2 separate regions of the Triticum aestivum genome follow, and region 1 is linked to region 2. The links are chromatin contacts, called in public Hi-C maps. All regions are on one chromosome and are shown on one strand. The core of a region is the stretch at or near the end of the contact, and the rest is flanking DNA. Distances in the headings are between cores, read along the strand shown.

Region 1 (2,979 bases), core at 440-2,939, 180 kb before region 2:
TCTAGCTGTCGTTCAGCTACGTGCGAGGTTTTTCTGTAATAAATTGCTCAGTGTATGCTCCAAGCACTAAAATTTACCACCTCTAGTCATACAATTGAATGTCTAAATAGCGTGTTACTCTTGGTGCAGATTACTTGTAATTTTAGCTTCATGCATACAGCAGAAGCGATGAGCTGAGGGTACAAGATTTTGAAATTGTTGCACCTACTTACAATACAATACAGTACTAATTTATATAACACCGAGGACAAGAAGTGCATGCTTTCAGCTTAGTGGACGTGTGCAACTATAATAATAGTAATATTTTAAGCAGGGTCAGCCTTTTCTCCGGCCATTACAATATGAAAGAAATGAACTTCATAGCTAAACAACGTGACATCCTACACTAGAGTCCGAAAATTCAACAGCAATCTTCATCAAACAATACAGCAAAATTACCTCTTTTTTTACACAAATCAATTAGAATTAGGCAGCATTCATAGTGTTGTGCTTTAATGTTCAACAGCAAAAGGTGCATATTTCATCTTCAATGGTTCAACGTTGATCCCATCAAAACAGCTATTCACTGTTGATAGGGAAAACATCCAGCGGTAATTTGCTCTTCAAATCAAATTTGTGAAGTAATTTTCAACTAAATTGTCTGATACAGGTTTATAGCAATCCAGAGTGATTGGTTGATGAAAATTGAGAACGTAAGATATCCTTAAGCATACACCAACCATATAAGACTGAACCAACATAGTTGAGTCCTTTCTTCAGGGTAACTGAATGTGGTATTCCGCAATGTTGTTCCCCGGGTACACATCCGACAGGGAAAATTTATTTCAGACCAGTTCTACCTACAACTCCCAATTCCATATGACAACCTATCAGCCTACAGCTCTCACTTGCATATGACAACGTACTAGCTTACAACTCCCAATTGCATACGGGAACCTCTTAGCCTACAAATCCCAATTGCACATGGCAACCTCTTAGCCTACAGCTCCCAATAGCATATGGCAACCTCTTGGCCTACAGCTCCCAATTGCATACGGCAACCTCTTAGCCTACAGCTCCCAATTGCATATATAGTTCTCGAAAGAGCTATTTCCCAGCTAAAGTCGTGATGATGCAGGAATAATTTGTAAACAACCTAAACATCAATTATGTCGAAACTCCAAAAGCTAAAATAAAAAAGAAATAAAACCTCAGTGCATCCCTTCTAAGTAGTATACAAGTATAAATCTTCGACGGCTTGGCCCTAATTGTCTCCTCAGACCGCTAAGCGTTGGATCAGCGTCCTAAAAACAATAGAGGGGGCGCAAGAACCCACCTCGAATCCAATGATGAGAACGGGGGGCAAGTCACGGAGGAAGTCGGCGGGCTTGCGGTGAGCGCGGCGCATCTCCTCCTCGACGAGGCGGTCAACCTCGCGCTTCACCGCCGGGTCGCCGTAGTCCCCATCGATGTAGGGCAGCGCGTCCACCGTCTCAGCGTCCGGAGGCGGGCGCCAAGGCACACCCGCAGCCTCGGACGGTGGCGCCTCCAGCATAAGCACCTCCCTCGTCGCCGACGAGGCCATCACGGCGGCCGCGCGTGAGCAGGTAGCCGCGAGCCAGAGAGAGAGGGAGAGAGGGAGCGGGCGCGGTGTAGGTTAGGGCGTCGCGCCGGGGATTAATGGGGCTGGAGGAAGAAGCTCAACGCGCATGGGCCGCTTTGCGTTTTGGGCTACGTAGGTCATTAAATGCTCTCAACACTTCAACAGAGAACGAGCAGAGAGACGCGCGTTCGTGGGTACCACTCGGCGGCGTTTAGGGCCCAGTTCTTTGGGCGGCTTTTCCATAAGCCGTTCTTAAGAAGCTCTTTCATATTTTCTTTCGCTTCTCAACTAGTAAGAGATAAAGTCCACTAAAAAAATAGTAAGGGATAAACGACCACGTGACACATGTGGTAAGCAATCCAAACAGTTAAAAGAATAAGAAATAAAGAAGCTTAGATTAAAAGAAAAATCTCGCAGAAAAAAGATTAAAAAATAAAAAATGTTCATGTTTTAATAGTTTATAATTTTTTTAAATATCATGATTTTTAAAGTGAATGTGATAAAAATAAAAACACAAAAACCAAACACGACCGAGCAAAACCTAGCGGAAAAACATAGAAAAAATAAAACAAATAAAAACTACCCTGGAAAAACCAACCTTCTAGAAGGCTCTCGAGACGGTGGGGAAAATCTACGTGTGCCGGCCCACATAGGACACTATTGCCTCGGGCTATGAGCCTACATACTGCTTAAGGCGCCAAATTGGAAATTGCAACCAAGCGAGCAGAGACGCGTTCACGCACACAACATGACTAGGCTCTGGCTCACAACCTCTTTTCTCTTACTCGCAATCATGAAGCCTTTCACGCTTCGGCCCATCCATGAGCTTTTGGGTTTCCGTCTCTCGCCATCTGTAACGATGGTGGCACTGGTTGGGAGCCATCATCCTATGCTACATAGACTCATATGTCATGTGCTCGCCCCATGCAGCAGTGAACTAGTGATCGCAGCGCTAGTCGCACCCAACGACAACCGACTCGGGTGTTGCCATAACGTGATGGCGACTCTTGTGGAGAAGTATTTGAGACTCCCAACATCACTTGACCAGTCGATAGATTCCCAGTTCGAACATATTGTCACCAAGATAAAAAAAGATAAGGAATGGAGGGTACTAAGTAGTGAAGGGAGAGAAGTTCTGGTAAAATCAATGTGCCAAGCATACTCGATAAGATTTTTTTAAGTTGTTCATGAAGATGTGCTAGAAGATTATTGTCGGTACTAAAACCGTCTAATCTCGGGTAGGGGGTCCCGAGCTGTGGATCTGAGAACGATGGGTAACAGGAGACAAGGGGAACAATGTTTACCCAGGTTCGGGCCCTCTCGAAGAGGTAAAATCCTACGTCTTGCTTTGATTGTATTGATGATGGAGTATCGAGTACAAGACGGTCTACCTCAAG
Region 2 (2,953 bases), core at 329-2,828:
CTACCACGGGATTGTTGATCTAAGCTGTAATCTCATAATGTGTTGACTAGTCTAGCCCATTAGTGAACCGCCATAGGGGTCTTCGGCCCGACCCACTTGATCGAGAGACGACGTGGTGAGTACACTCTAGTCCAGTACACCGTTATATAAGAATATGGTGTGCATATGTGCATTCATATGGATGAATATATGTGCCTGTACGTGGGCATCTGTGATTGCTTAGTGTTAAAAAAAGAATCCATCGTGTGAAATACAACAGTGGGCATGCTCTTTAATTAGATTTTGTGAATATTTAATGTACATCCTTCCCCGCAAAAAGAATGTACATTCATTTACCTTAAAATTTGCTTTGGATTTTTATTGTTTTATTTTATTGTTGAGAAATACACTGTAGATGCATACGTTCACAAACACTCATGGACACTCATCTGATGAAGGCACACATGCACAACCTACCTCTACAGGTACCTCTGAGACTAAGCCAGCATATCTTTAGAGCAACGAAGTTGCCAAAGACGCTTCGCAGTTGACAGGCATATTATCTACTCCCATCGCTGAAATAGTAGCATAAGAAAAACCAAAATAAAATCATGAAAATTCAACTACCCATGTCAGATTTTATCACAAAGAATCTAGCGATCTAAGCTTAGTTATCTTTTCCAAAATTGTTTATAAGCACACGGTTCTGAATATTGACCGCACATTGATTTAGCCATGTTTGTATTGGGCACCAGGTGAAACCTTAGGCCCGGTTCGCTGGCCAGGTGGTAGTGTCGTCCCCACCTTGAAGGTGATGCCTGGGTGCCCATGATAGCTACCAGGGTTGAAGCCGGAGGTGGTGGTCACATTGGTATCTACGAGAAGGATTTTAGCAATGTGTCTATGGTTATAGATTTTCACGGTGCAATTACTCCGTCGTTAGTATCTGTTGGATGACGTCTTCTTCGAGTCTGATTGATTTCTACTGTTCACTCGTCGACTTTTAGGTGCTAAGGATGGATGGCGCGTTGACCCAGCCTGGCTGAAGTCGAGGCGTGCTTTCAAGGTGTTCTGTTTTGGTCGCGACGCGGTCTTTAAGGTTCGAGTCTTGTTTGTTTTTAAGTTGCTCACCGAAGGGGTCATGTGGTTTTGAGCTTAGAATCTTGCCTCCTCGCCATATATTGCTTGAGGTTCGACTAGGCGAGTTATTTTGTTGTTGTAAGTATGGTGTTGTGCACGCCAAAAGACGTTGTATGAGTCGCCTTACTTTTTTTATATGATATTGATCTCTCTCTTTAATGTATCCTTGAAAATAAATATCAGACGGTCTTTAAAATCCCTTTGTCGAACGATCAAGGGCATATGCTTCTTTTCCATATGATAGGCATAGACCTTGCGAAAGAAACGTCAAGCGGATCCTTATAGGTATAGGTGTGCATAGGTGTGCGTGCGTGCGTTCATAAGTGAGTATATGTGCTTATGTGAGCATCCGAATATGTACTAGTGTGTTAAGAATAGAGAAATGTTTCTTGACTTTTTTTTGGACTTTTATACCTTGCAAGTCCTTGTGGCACATCTCTCGCTAAAAGAAAAATCTGGAGGAGCATCCCCTGGCGAGTGGCGACCACCTCCTACTGAAACCGACGCGCGGCGCCCCCACGGCCGCTGCGGCAGACACCTGACGGCTGACGCGCCAACGCCTGGCTGGTGCTCCTTCCGCACGGTGGCGAGGCGACTTTCCGCCCCTCCGCCCGGTCTCGCACGCCCCGCGTACGCCGCTTCCCCCTCCCCCGCTCCGCTTTATCCCTCCTCCGCCTACCCCACTAGGCCACTACTGCTCGGCTCTCTCAGCTGCTCCACATTTCCTCCACGGCTGCTCCTCACGGGGGATCCTTCCGAGAACTTGCGGTGCCTAGCGAGCGATCTCGCCGTGTGGTGGCGCCCGTCCTCGCCGGCGCCGAGAAGCGGGATCCTGATTCCCGAGGTGCGTGGCCGCCGCCTGCATCCCGGTCCCTCCTGTTTTACTGGTTCAGGCAGACACGCCAACTGTTGCTGTGTGCTCTTTGGTTTTTTATAGAGGCCGGTTCGATCGATTGTAGTTTTCTCGAGTTCTAGATCCCTCGTCGGCGCTTGTCTGGTGTTGTTTTGGGCGACTGGATGTGAGGAAATTTGGTAGATTTCGATCTGCCCCCCCTGGAATTCTAGCGATTTTCCCGCTGGTTACCCTCCTGGAAGATGGGAACCGCAGGTAGTTTGTTCGCCTTGGCTTGATCTCGACCTGTTTGTTCTTCAGCCCACGTAAAGCTGCGTGTAGCATCAGTAGATCCAGTTCTGCAGGGTGAAAGGGACAACTGATCGTATCTAAATATTCCAGTGTTAGCGCGTCTTGATCGTTAGGTGTTCCATCAGGCACCAGTATTATAATCGACGCTACAGTGGAATTAGTGCCTTGCGCTTATAGGTTCCTCTCCTCCCATTTCCTTTCGCCAAAAAAAAGGTTCCTCCCATTTCAGAGGTTCCCATGGTTTGCGGCTCATCCTGTTAATTTCCTCTCTTTTTTTCAGCGGCTCTTGGAGCTGTGCGTTTTTTTATTATGAATTTCTTAGTTTTTCTTGTTCTAGCTACAAACCAAATTTTGTTAGTTTTGTACTACGTTGTTACCTGAATTTTTAGTTATGTCACACTCCTTCCATCACACTGGCTTACTGAGTTGTCATTCTGTTCCTTCGCCAGTTTTCTTCCCATATGAAGATGGAGATAATTTATGGGCATTCATCCGTGTGATAATATTTTTTGCAGGTGTTTCAGTTACATATCTGACAAGAGTCGTTCCCCTTTAGTTAGCAAAATGTCATTTCTATGGAAGTCAAGCAATGGTGGTACAACGGAGAAAACCTTGACCTTGGAAGAACAGCAAGAGAAAGTAAGATGCTACTCTTCAACTTTAGAGCTCTATTTGTCTCAACTGAAGTAC

What was found. A called contact is a pair of places that touch in the nucleus more often than the background predicts.
Region 1: a contact with region 2 is called in a Hi-C map of leaf, with 4 times the contacts expected there. The contact joins the promoter of LOC123069627 here to the promoter of LOC123069626 in region 2. A contact is called at or near these places in 2 of 5 Hi-C or Micro-C datasets (both in leaf).

Annotation. Positions count from the first base shown.
Region 1 is chr3B:261,841,041-261,844,019 of IWGSC CS RefSeq v2.1, reverse strand. LOC123069627 (pre-mRNA-splicing factor SPF27 homolog) reads right to left here and starts at 1,689. Exons shown (of 7, transcript XM_044492534.1): 1 at 1,316-1,689. The coding sequence starts at 1,564.
Region 2 is chr3B:261,658,847-261,661,799 of IWGSC CS RefSeq v2.1, reverse strand. It overlaps LOC123069626 (phosphatidylinositol transfer protein 3), which reads left to right and starts at 1,578. Exons shown (of 6, transcript XM_044492532.1): 1 at 1,578-1,749; 2 at 2,779-2,902. The coding sequence starts at 2,828.